Regions from separate parts of the Zea mays genome. Here region 1 is linked to region 2. A link is a contact called in public Hi-C data. All regions are on one chromosome and are shown on one strand. The core of a region is the stretch at or near the end of the contact, and the rest is flanking DNA. Distances in the headings are between cores, read along the strand shown. Region 1 holds the start of LOC100282789 (IWS1 C-terminus family protein). Region 2 holds the start of LOC100383901.

Region 1 (6,612 bases), core at 1,295-3,794, 190 kb before region 2:
GGATGGAGTAATTACTTGATAAGCAAGCCACTCTTTCCTTAGTCATTGTGCCATTGTAAAAAAAAGACTATCATATCTGAATGGATGGAGTATATAATGTCACTGAAGTTCAGAAACAAAGCATACCTTAGTATTGCATGTTCTTAGCATGTAATACCATAATAAGTAGTGCTACCGGAGTGTTAGTACACAATATAATGTAGCAAAATAACAAATGTATCTCTCAATGTCAAAAAAAACACTCTCTAATTGCATAGTATAACTTAATTAATTAGTGCTGCTAGTGCAAAACAATACAAGTAGCATAAGTGCAGAGAAGCAGGAAAATAAGAGGAAGAGAAAGAAAGCAGAGGATAGGAAAACTGCAGAGCATATCCAAGTAAAGAGCAGAGGCAGTGCACATCCAAGAGGAGGGAAGCCGAAGGGAGAGGAAGAGATGCTTACGTACCTCCGTGACCTCATGACGCCAGGCTGCAGACAGTAACCAACAGAGAAGGGGAAAAGAGCCATGAATCAATCAGCATACGAGGACCAGAGAAGGCACAAATTAATGGAGAAGATGAAGGGAGACTCAAATCAAAGGAGAGAAGTGTTATCAATGGAGCAGAAGAGGTGGAGCAGCAAGACTCTAGCAGCGCCCACCCCCATGAACCAGGTGTGTGCCCTCTTCTGTTTCCCCTTCCCTATCAATTGGCGCGTGAGAGAGACGGATTATGGCCTCATGGGACCTGTAGGTACACAATCGCCAGCACGTGACTCCTGTCGTTCTCCTTCACGCGCAAATCTCCCGCACCTGCTCCCGCATGCAATTTTTCCATGCACACTCCTCCCCCATGCCCACACTTGTGCGGCATCTGCCTCAGGCTGCTCAGGCCTTAAACTGCACCAAATCGTGCCTAGGTGACAATTTATGCTGCAAGGTGGACGCCATAGCCTGATTGGCCGTGGCAAGCCAACGCCCAGCCTACTCGACCGGACACCAAGGTGATGTCTTAAAAAGCATGATAGCAAGATCAATACCCTGGCTTGATATGCACCTAACATATTTACACAACCATCCTGATCCTTAGTAAGCAATTCTCCTTGAAGAAAAAAGAAATGAAGGAACTAAACGCAAGGAAAGTATTCCATACAAAGAAGTGAACAGAACAGCATTTCAGTTATACAATCTCCTTAAGAAACAAGATGTCACAATGCTGCCCAAGTTGCCACATAAAGGCAAATCCTACCTTGCAGCTAATCCAGAGGCATATAACAGTCCTACTTGACATGTCAATAGCCTACATAGTACCCTTTAAAAACGCTACAACTCCGGAGATGCTACACATCCTGGTTCAAGAGGCTTGGCTACAAACATCGTACCTTACTAACACCCATAAAAGTAATCTGAATACTAATTACTAAAGGATGCCAATTACAACCAGATGAACTAACCACACCAATACACAAACTGATAAACAAACTAGCTCCGAAAGTTGACTCAGTCACTCACCATCAAGAAAAGCTCAACAAATCACGACAGCTTACCAGAATTAAGCGACAATTCCAAAAACATTAGGCAGATAAAAAAGATAACTAGTATATTTCATGGCAAAGCATAATTGCAATCTCCTTCAACAGATAAAGTGATCAGTAAAAGCAGTTGATAGAGGTTGAATTTCCAGAAACCTTTAATATTAAGCTCAAAGTAGGTATAAGTATAACTAGCTAATGCACATATGTAGTACAGTAAAAAGGGGCATCCAAGCATTAATCAACTAGCTAGAATTGAAAAGGAGCTGAATCAAACATATTGCACAGTTGCACACAGTCAAAATTACCTCTGACTCACCACCAGCAATGGTATCCCAGAGCTCCTGGATCTCCCTCTCCCCATCATCCTGGTCATCCCTACCGCCTGAGTCCCTTCCTCCTGATCCCCGCCTATCCCTCACCATCCCAGTGTCCCTCCCCCTCCCGTCGTCCTCCATCCGCATTTTCTTAGCCTTCTTCTCCCTGCCCGCCCCGCCCCTCGCGAGGTCCCTCAGCGACGACGAGCCCTTCCTCTTCCTCGCCTCAGCCGAAGGGTCCGCGTCCTCGTCCTCCAACCCAAAGTCATCCAGCCCGTCATCGCCGGGCATGCCTCCACCGCCGCCCTTCTTGAGAAGGCGCTTTCGGGGCTTGGAGGAGGACCCTGCCCCGCCGTCGTCGCCGTGGACGGGGGTCGGAGAGCGGTCGCGGGTCCAATCGCCGCCGCCGTCGAGGTCGTCATCGAGGTCTTCGTACGGCTGATGCTCAGGGGAGGGTTCCCGTTCGTCGAGGTTCACGATCGGCTCGCCTTCGTCATCGTAGCTGGGAGTGTAGATCGAGGAAGGGAATCAAAGTGAGGCGTCGAAACCCTAGGAGAGGCAGAGAGAAATAGGGGGCACGGAGCGGAGAGATACTTACTTGTCCCCCATGCTGACGGCGGCGAGACGGGAAGCGAAACCCTACGCGAGGCGAGGAGAGAGACGAGCTGGAGCTGGAGCGGGAGGAGGTGAGGAAGAAGAGTCGTCGGTGGACCGTGGGAGCCGGCGACGCCGCGACGGGGAGGAAAAGGATTGGGGGCGACGCAAAGGCGTAAAATATAGATGGGCTGTAATTTTTGGGCTTTTCGGCCCGTCGGACACGCAAGAATTCTCCTCGAACCTGATCGGGTGCTGATAAAATGCCCTGGTTGACTGGCTATGTCCGTGCGAGCCGCTTGGTGACAAAATTTTAGCGACTAATCACTAGTCTTATAACTCCATTAGGTGAGTGCCCGTGCGTTGCGACGGGAATAAAAAAAATTATATGAAACATATATTATACCAAAGGAAGATCTTGGTAGGATCATTAGGGTCAACATATTTTAACATATATCAAGTGTTTTGCCAATTCAGCTAACATATATCAACTCACGCATAACACATCCTATCATACATATTGGCAGAAAATAGCTATCACAACACAATTGATGGTAAAAGTAAATATATCTATCTCTACTAATATAGATAAGTGCCGGTTCTTTTGCACTGCTCATTTATAACCATGGCCCAAAGTCCCAGATCGTTAGTACTTGTCAACTCTCCCTTGGATCTTGCATTATATTTCTCATAAGAATTAAGTGGAATGGATACTCCTCTGAGTAAGGACAACAACTTTCCAAAGATACTCCAACACAAGTGACTCCAAAGCAATGCAGTTTACTAAGCAAAAGTAAATAGCTTTGCTTCTTGCATGTGAGATGCCAGATAACATGTGATGTTTTCCCAGTGGTCATATTCACATTTCTGGTGTGCTGTTTAAATCTGATCTTTGTCATTATTGAACCCCGAGTTTCTTCACAGTTCATTTTTGTAAGACCCAAAATCTGTATAAGAAAAAAAAATAATAAAATAAATATATGAAGAAATGAAATAGTAAATTCTAACATCTCAACTTATGCTTGAGCAATGAATGTGAGGAATGAATTTTGAAAACCAAGAAAATGAAGGTAGGAAAGGAGGGAAGAAAGAAAGATGATACAATACAAAATAATATTATTAAATAACTTCATCACATGATGATATGACCAAATTGCATAGTTAGTATGAATTTAAATTTGCACTTCAGTTTGAATTCTAAATCTGGATTTAAAATAATTAAGAACAAATGAAAACAGAAAATAAAATCAAAAGAAAAAAAAAGAAAGCTTACCTGGGCCCATACCTCATCTTTTGGCCCACCAGATGAAGCCAGCCGCGCGGCCCAACCAGGAAGTAGCGTGCGCCTGACCGTGGGGCCCGCTTGACAGCGGTCTGCTCGCGCCCACATTACGACTGGGTCGCCTCACTGGGATCGTGGTCCACCCAGTCAGCCGTCGTTCGCTATTTCCTCACGCACCTCGCTCATTTCACTACCGCGTGGGACCCGCTGTGTCATCCCCAATCCCACCCAGTCGTCGTTCACCTCAACCGAATTGCAACGGCCGGATCGAGATCCTCGCCGCGGACTTCGCTGCCAAACCCGACGACTTGGCTCAGCCTAAAGCTTTATAGATCGTGCTGGCAATCGCGTCCGCATACACTTCGTAACCCCATAGACATCAACGGGAAAGCCTTAAGCCTGAGAACCCTCGTCGCCGCGCGTTGCATACTGGTCCACCACCGCAGCCGGACTCGACGACGCAGGACCCACAGCTCCACCGGCCTCACTGCCAGCTTGCCTCGCCAAATCGCCAGGATCACGACGCCCCACCTGCGACCGCCGGCGGACCCAGGACGGTGTGCCGTGATTTCTCCTCCGCCATTACCGAGAAGAAATAGTTCCGCTGCTTGGGCGAATCCCTCTGCGTAGGCATTCGGGGAATGGATTCGCCGAAGTCGCCGTGGGGGAAACACCCTACCGTCGTCGTTCGGACGTCCGTGAAGGAGCCAGGGGTGTTCGCCCAATCGTGTTGTGCGTCTTCGCGAACTTGTGGTGGCCGGAGATCACTACGGCGGCGGAAATCTCTTGGATGAAGGGCTCGGGAATCGTCAAATCCAGTGCCGGTGCATCTTCGGTAAGGTCCACAGCTTCTTCCCCGCATCCGCTGCACGTATTGGTGCCTTAATCCGAGATTGCCGAGTTGTGAGCGTGTCGGGTTATTTCCGTCGGTGTTGGTATGGCGAGGCTGCCGCCGCGGGCGGTAGAACAGCCTCAGCTTGGGATAATTAGTGACGAGTAGATTTCTTCTCGATCCCGTTGTAGCCTCTACGATTCCGGGGAACATCGATCGAACGCGGGTCGCCGGTGGGGAAGGGAGAATCACTCAACTCCGGTGAGCTCATCGGAGTTTGGGCGGAGCTTTGCCGCCTGGGCACTCGGTTAGGAAGAGACATTGTGGGCGGTCGATGGACAGATCGACGGTCCAGGGCATGACACGGTGTAGAAGTAATCTGAGCCACTGGATTGATCATAGTTGGTGCATCTGGCCGTCTGTTCCGCAGTGATCGCGTAGGATTAGGTCTGGGTGGCGTTTTGCCCGCGACCATTAGATATCGATCGGACGGTGCGGGATGGATCAAGCTTCATAAAATCAGGGTCGTCGGTTTCCGATCCTGTGGCTTCCCTTGCGTACCGGTTCGCAAGATGGCCGATCTATTCTGATCCGTGGATGTATGATCCAACGGCCCAAATCCCTCCTTACCCCTTCGGCCGTGACCTTTTTACTAAAGAGACCCCAAACTTTCGCAGAATCAACCCGCAGTACCCCTCGGGTGTGGCTGTGTCTGGGCGATTTTGCATGTTAAACCCCGAGCTCCCTGGTTATTGTGTGCGCAGTCCAGAGCTCAGAGAAAATAGGAAAAATGAATTTAGAAAATGAATTTTCAATGTAAAAAGAATTCTAGAACCTATTTAATGCATAGAAAATTCATTTTAGCTCCTTTTTAATCCATTCCAGTTCCTATAATTTTGTATATTACTTGGTAACACTATTTTAACATGAAACCCATACTAGAATTAATTACTCAATTAATTTTGTAGCAAGCACATAAAACCTTCAGAAATTCATAACTCCTCCGTTATAATTCCGATTTGATCCGTTCAAGTTGTGTTAGTCTCGTATAAATATTTACTATGCAATAACAATATTTATTATACCATGCCTCATTATTTTATAATTAGATTTCTATTTAACTTAGGTTGGTTAGTTTCGTTAATGTATTCATCATTACTTGCTAAACTATGATATATGAATAATTTATAACTTAGATTAAAGTTGAGATAATTATTTATAGAATAACCACTCATATGATTTACACTAACCAATTTATAATATGGTTTAATATTTAAATCACGTAGAACTTCTTAATCGTAACTCCGATCTCAGTAGTTCTCGATCCCACGAGCTCGTAGCGACGCGTAGATCATTATTATTCAGTTGTACTTATGTTTGGTGTGATGTTAATTTTGTCTATACCATGTTTGTTTGTATTGCTACGACTAACAGCGAGGTTTCGAGTCACCTGAAGATCACCCTGGTAATTGGAATCTCAAGTGCCAGGCAAGTTGTGCCCTTGATCACTTCTTTTTACCCACTCATGTTCTAATTAATCATAATGATCTGCATAGGTTAATTTTGATGGGACCCAATAGGTTACCCTAGTTTGTTTATCCTGTTTACCTTGTTTACCCCTGAATCAATTGGGTAGTTATGCTATTGCTTTATATGGTTTTCGGGTTAATATTTCATTACATCCATGTTCCAATTATTCTGTTATGTTATTTATGTTCATGATAAGATCATTATGTTAATTGGAACATGGAGTGACCACCCGGGAAAACAGTGCTACCACAAGGGTTTAATGGGACGCCCTTGGCTGATTAACTAGGAAAGCTAGTGGAGGTCTTCCTTACCCGAAAGGGGCAAGGGCAGTAGGGGAGTGGTCAGTGTAGGGAGGCCCTCGGGAGGATTTTGCTGCGATGGCGGTCCTGCAAGGGATTCCTGCATTGGAGCTTCCTATAAACTGTAGCGGGATTTCTGAAGCTAGTGGAACTTTGTAAAGGCCTCGTAGTGTTACCCTGCCTCGCTTCCTTGGTAGATGTGTATGGGATTCATGACCCCTTGGCAGATGGGTAACACGGCTTGTG
Region 2 (6,948 bases), core at 1,738-4,237:
GAGACGGCAACGACCTTGATCCTGCTGGGAAGCATGACATGGCAACAAGATTAGAATTGTACTGTACTGTGCAAGCTAGCAAGATGAGAGAGGCAAGCAGCTGCTGTTCCTTCGAGAAGAAGCTTTCACCCAGCACATGACGACACGCGGATGGGATAGCGTTTGGCAGCTCCACCTACCGATGCTACCAAAGAAAAGGGGAATCTTTGCTAGGTCGTCTTCGTTCAAGGACACCGGCAGAGGCGCGCTCCAGATCTCGCCCGTACGTCCATGAACCTGGCGGGCGAGTGAAGCGGAGGAGGAGTGCGGGCGCGGGGAGAGCGAGGTGGAGGAGGAGAAGGACGGCAGCGACAGCGAGCTCCGCGCGCTGAACGTGGTCGCGGTGGTGAAGGAGGACGTGGAGGCGGAGGCGGTGGAGGTGAAGGACAGGTCCAGCGCGCCGGCGCCGGCGTCCGCGAGCGCGGGAGGGAAGTGCGGGGAGAGGCCAGCGTCGGAGGAGAGCGGGGAGAAGGACGCGGGGTCGTGGACGTCCCCCATTGGCGGTGGTGGTGGTGCTTGGATCGGTCGGTACCTGGGAGGCGCGGACGGTGTCCTCTCGGGAGCCAATGAATCCATGGGAGAAGACGACGGCGAACCTAGCTTGATCCCGGGGCACGCCGCTCTCGGCGAGGTGGCGGCCGTCGCGGAGCCTGAGCCTGCGCGCCGTTGAAGTCGTGCGTGCGCTGAATCGGGCGAGGTTGAAGTCGTGTGCGTAAATGGCGGAGCTGGCGGAGCGGTTGAGGCCGTGGTCGTGGGGGAGGAGGTCGAGGTCGTGGGCATCCTGCAGAGCGCCGTCGCTAGAGTGGAGGCGGCAGGCGCCATAGCCTAGGGTGTAGAAGGCAGGCGCGGTATAGGATGGGCTGAAGAATGGGCCGCACCATCGTTGGGCCGCATACACCGCTCGAACACAGGCACTGCTATGGTATTATTTGATTAGTGCCATACCGGCCACCCAGAGCATTGAAACGTGACTTATAAGCGTTGGTGTGTGTTGGTTGTTGCTCAGACACGTTGGTGTGTGTTGTTTGTTGCTCGGACTAATGTCTCTGGTTGCAAGAACAAGAATTTTTTTGGCGCGGTTCTGAGCAGAACGGGTTCAGAGGCAGAACGGCAGAACTTGTCAGAGGCAGACTACTATTGCTTACTTAATAAGTAGTAGAGATGAGTTTTCCCTTATAAGGTTTTCTCATGTAAAGTTTTTAATGAGGCAATATCAACATATGCACATGCTATATCATCTATCTATCCATTTTTTCCTACGAGGTTTTTTTTTTGGAAGAAGATGTTTGCATGACGGATTCATTGGATATGATTCTAATACTTTAACGATGATCACGTCAAGACATGGACTCGATCAAGGGGGAGTGTTGAGGATCAGTGACGTGGATTAATCTCGTCCATTAATCTAGATTAAGCAGTTAACAAGTGAAGGGTTGTGTCTGTCTGAGATAGCAGTTTCACGTCTGTTCAAGATGTATATATATGTGTACACAATCATTAATGAAATACTAGTCGGTTCCCCGTGCGTTGCGACGGCTTACAACAATACCCACGTAAACTATCTATCAAAAAAAATTCAAGATTTTTATTGATTGTCTCCGCTCTCTGTATAATATATTTTTTGATTTGGCTAACTGATGTTATTGTTTACTTCATGGAAATATGTCTTTGTACAACACAGCCAATAAAGTGGGCGATTAGAAGAGAGTTCACAACGATTGACTGAATGAACAGAGATTATAAAATGACATAATTTCATCATACAGAGAACAAATAAGAGAAAATTTGTGAGATCAAGTTTATAAAATAAGTCCCATGAAGTCAAACTTATAAAAAAGATAGATCAAAATATAGAGTGATTGCTAAAGTCAAGCATCAATAAAAACTGGATGCGCTCCATATAAATTACGCTACTTCGTAGCAATTAGTAACGTTTAAAACCAACAAATAACCTTTTATTTTGCTGTTAGTGTGACAAATCATTGATGTTCCATCCAATTCAGCAACCTCAAACACCATGTAGTCAATTGCGCCAATGTGGTTTCAGAAACGACCTAATGCTTGCAAGAGCAAAGAACGTCGTGTCGTGCTTGGGCTGTAGCCTCGGCCCAGCCCGACACGATTATTTTTTATTTTACAAAAAACCGTATATACCTATATACAATTTATATTCAATATTAAAACATTTTAGCGTGATGTTCTACTGGTTAGACAATTTCACCTAGTGTCTCCTGCCCTTTTTCCATTAGGGCATGGGTTCGAACCCCACATCCTGCACCGTTTTTTAACATTTTACGCCGATTTAATTAAATGGATCGACGGGCTAATGGGCTGGCCCGAAACATTTAGCAGACGGGCATGACGTGCCTGTGCGCTGATTTAATTAAATGGGCATGACGTGCCTGTGCGCTGATTTAATTAAATGGATCGACAGTCTAACGGGCTGGCCCGACACAGTTAGCGGGCCGGCATGACGTGCCTGTGCCATAGTTGTTGCCCGCGTGCATCTAGCCCGTGTCGGGCGTCGTTTGACATCTATAAACGTGCAGCAGATTAATTTGAAATAGTTGTGAGGGATTATTTGTAAAAAAATGACGCATGACGTCTGTTATTAATTTGAAATAGTTGTGAGGGGTTATTGGTAAAAAAATGACGTATGACGACCGTTGAAACCGGTGCTTTAAGTATAGTATAGATCAGTTCTCTCCATTTCGTCATTTCTCCAAATAAAATAGTTAATTTTCTCGAACCATCACCATAATATAAAAGTTGCATTTTTTAAATAGATTCCGAAGAATTCTCTTGTCCTTCTGTCGTTTCTCGGGATCACCGGCAAGGCAAGGCAAGGCAAGGCAAGGCAAGCGAGGCGAGGCGCCGAGGCCAGGTGAAGCATCCGAACGGTCCCGAAGAAAGACGACTCAGCAGTCAGCACAAGGACAAGGTTACCAAACGCTCCAAGTCCAAACCCCTCTCCTCCCCCGCGTCCCGCGAGCTCCGTCACCGCCGCCGCTGGCGAGATGTCATCGGTGACCCGCCCTCAGCGGGAGGCCGACTTTGCACGCTTCCCGTCGTCCACCCCCATCGTCATCGACAACGGCGCTTCTACCTTCCGCATCGGGTACGAGCTCCTGCCGCGCCGGGCACTCCCCAAACCCAAACCCTAGCTGGGCCTTCCAGTTTTCTGTAAAGTGGCGGTTGCCTCCGTGCAGGTGGGCGGGCGAGGCGGAGCCGCGCCTTTCGTTCCGCAATGTCGTGCAGAGGCCGCGCCACCGCAGCACTGGTACGCCGCCTTACACTGCGGAGAATGTTATTTCGTGTTAATTTGGTGGTTGAAGGCTGCATGGAAATGTGGATTTTCTGTTCTCGTGTTTGCTTAGTTGCTCCTTGCTGTTCGGTTTCAGAACTTGAGTCCGCAGTTTCCCGCTAGTGGGAATTTTAGTTTACTCTTAAAAATCGTTATTATCGTGGGGGATTAAGAGTGTTTACTCTTTTCTTTGTTGTTTATGTGCCTTGTGCGACACTACGTTGATCATTTGGGACGGTTATAGAGTTTGATTTCCAATACCACTAAGCTGATTTCCATTTGTTTGTGTGACTTCACTATTGTCTACATGCACTAATTCTGTGGTAGTGCACGGGAATTGGATACAAATTGAAATTTTAGTTTTCTGCATATCTGCATAGACTCGATAGGATTTTGTTTTATGATCCTATGTTACTTACTTTTATCTGTTTCATGTACTTGTGCTACAAGTAATCCTACAAAATGTTCTAAAGACCAGATATCTCTACTGTTATCATTGTGTTTGCTGAGAGCTCTGTAAGCTTCATATTGTTTTGAATGATTATATGTAAGGAACAGAAATTTACCTTTTCAAGGTCTCAACCCTCATGTATGTGTTAATCAACAGACTTGCAAGAGGTTTAATGGAAGTTTCATTATTCAACTCATTGTATTCTAATTTCCACGGTACAGGTGAAACTGTCTCAATTGTTGGGGACACTGACCCATCTCTAATGAAATTCTTTGACTGCACAAGATCGGCAGTTCGCTCTCCATTTGACGATGATGTTGTCTATCAGTTCGAGTACATGGAATATGTTTGTTCTCAGACACCATCCACCAGTTTTTAGTTCTCAGTAGATATATAGATGGTTCTTTGTTATTCATATTTAATTTTGAAGATAGATAAACCAGTGATCAATCTGTTTCATCACCCTTCTGTAGAACACATTAAAACAACTACATTATTGATAAATCACATTAGACGTTTAACGTTTTAATTAGGAAAAAAACCACTAAAGTACTACCATGGTTTTTAAAGCGGTAAGGCGAGCCAAGGCGTTGGACCACCGCCTGGACGCCGAGGCGACGCCTAGGCGAGGTAGGCGGGCAAGGCGCCTAGGTGTTGGACCTCCGCCTGGACGCCTAGGCGACGCCTTAAGAACAGGGAGTACTACATGTGTTAACTGATATTTTTTATGTCCATAATCCATTGTTGAAACATTATGGTAAAAGACATTGTCAAAGCAAAATAGTGAAATACCCCCTAAACTGTTTTATATTGAGTAATTGCTCCATTATTAGCCAAGTGATCATCCATCTCATGATTCGGATGGTCCCCTGTAATGGCAGTAAATGCAAATTGTAATCTTACAACTCAAAGATATAAAGAAAACATGTGATTTCTTATTTTTCTGGATCATAATGTTTACACTCTAGGGTCGTAGGGCATATTCCTTTTTCCCTTGCTTTTGTTCTTTTTTTTTCTTGTCTGATACAGTGTTATTTATCGATTTCAGATTCTTGACTATGGCTTTGATCGATTAGGTGTCGATTCAGAGGTAAATTTGCACTGTCCTAGGTTTCTTTCCAAAATAATTTATATTTTTTCTTCTCTTGTTGTTGAACTATTGCATTCGATACATAAGAAAAATGCTGGTTTAGCTAGTCTTGTTGAATCACAAGAGAATTGGGTTGTTTATGTATGATGTAATAAACTATCAGTTCAGTGTGTGTAATGAATCTGATGATAATGGGTTATCTCGAGATGCAGATCTTAGAGTTCTTATATTGTACAGAGTTCATCAATAGAAATTTTCAAGTCAGTAGAGTGTCCTAATATTTCCAGGAGGAACTTGAGCTGCAGCCTTTCATAAAGGCGAGGCAAATGAAATGACAATAAATGAGTGGTATTGAGCTACTTTACTTTAACCCGATCGAGGTGGTATTGAGCTACTTTACGAACGAGGTGGTTGTGGTTACAGAAGACTGAACCCGAGCGGCCATGGACCCTTTTTCCTATTAAGCTGCATAAATCGGTGCACTCTTTCCTTTCTATGGCTGTTGAAACTGTGGTCGGGAATGAGAAGCAGACTCTGTTTTGGAAGGACAGGTGGCTGCATGGGCGGTGCTTAGAGGACCTGGCACCAAAAATCTTTGCCTTGGTGCCTAAAAGAAGAATTAATCGACGCACAGTTCATGAAGCCTTATTAAATCACGAGTGAGTTAAGGATATACAGGGATCCCTATCCGTGGAGGTGCTCTTGGAGTTCCTGGATCTGGCAGAATGTTTAGCTAATTTTGAGCTGCAGCCGGATGTCTTGGATTCTCACATCTGGAGGCTTTCCCCTTCCGGTCAATACTCAAGTAAATCGGCGTGTGAAAATTTCTTCCAAGGCTCAATTTCTTTCAGCCCTTGGGAGCGTATTTGGAAATCATGGGCACCTAACAAGTGTAAATTCTTCATCTGGCTCGCTGCCCACAAGAGATGTTGGACTGCAGATCGACTCGCCAAGAGAAATTTGCCGCACCCAGCCACCTGTCCATTCTGCGACCAAGCGGACGAGACTATTGACCATGTGCTGACAAATTGTGTGTTTGCCCGGCAGTTTTGGTTTAATCTTCTGGGGCGCTTCAACGTACAAATTCTTCCACCATTGGCTGAAGATGAGAGCCTGTAGGGTTGGTGGAGCAGAGAAAGCTTGAGAGTTCATGATCTGGCCCAAAGAGGTTTTAGTTCCCTAGTTATCCTAGGTGCTTGGATCCTATGGAAGCATCGTAATTTGTGCGTGTTCGAAGGTGCTGCGCCTAATTTGGCTAGGGCCCTGCTCCTTGCTGAAGAAGAGGCTTACTTGTGGGTGTTGGCCAGGGCTCGGGGGATTTCCTTCCTTTCAGCCCTAGAGCCTGTTGAGTAATGTAGCTGCCCTTGGTCGTTTTTTTCTGGTGTAGCACGTGCGTGTTTGTTTGTCTAAGTGTTAGCTAGTGCTGTTAGTGTGTGGGTTGTACTCGGGGTTCTCAAACCCCTTTCCTTCTTTAATATAATGATACACAACTCTCCCGTGTTCGAGAAAAAAAACTACTTTACTTTAAATACAAAATGAGCATGGGTTGTCAAGTTAACTATGCTGTTAAGTTTGTCCTCCTTACCAGTCCATGGTACCAAAACATAAACAAGGAAGAGTTGGCTTCCTATTTCAGCACTTCCATCTTCCCATAGTGTAATTGTTGCACATTGCTTCAGTTATGTTAATTCGCATCAGACATGCAGACACTTAGGGGGTGTTTGAGAGTGAAGTTTTTCCACAGTTTTGGAAGAATACTGCAGCATTCTCAAAAATTGCAGTATTACATACAGAATGGTGTTTGGCAAGCTAGCTAAAGTCTCTGTTTTCAAAACTGAAATATTGCAAATACTTTAGTTGTTTTAAGGTATTCTAAACTAAGGTCTGGACCTCGGTTTCTAAAATTGTAGTATTTAAAACTGTGGTATTGTCATGATTGAAGTGTACTGTAGTATTTCAAAAACTGTGGTTTCCAAAAACTTTGTTCCCAAACAGGGCTATGTTATCTGTTCGTATATATCCTATACCAGAAATTCATGCCTTCTCTTTCTTCAACCAAACTGT

What was found. Hi-C and Micro-C count contacts between places; a contact is called where the count stands out from the background.
Region 1: a Hi-C map of leaf shows a contact between it and region 2, with 7 times the contacts expected there. The contact joins the promoter of LOC100282789 here to the promoter of LOC100383901 in region 2. A contact is called at or near these places in 5 of 25 Hi-C or Micro-C datasets (ear, leaf and tassel) and 2 of 3 datasets of contacts at active chromatin or transcription factors (leaf and seedling).

Annotation. Positions count from the first base shown.
Region 1 is chr8:14,711,900-14,718,511 of Zm-B73-REFERENCE-NAM-5.0, reverse strand. It overlaps LOC100282789 (IWS1 C-terminus family protein), which reads right to left and starts at 2,544. Exons shown (of 11, transcript NM_001155695.1): 1 at 2,428-2,544; 2 at 1,821-2,331. The coding sequence starts at 2,438.
Region 2 is chr8:14,522,741-14,529,688 of Zm-B73-REFERENCE-NAM-5.0, reverse strand. LOC100383901 reads left to right here and starts at 2,987. Exons shown (of 12, transcript NM_001362224.1): 1 at 2,987-3,157; 2 at 3,249-3,319; 3 at 4,016-4,140; 4 at 4,843-4,884. The coding sequence starts at 3,057.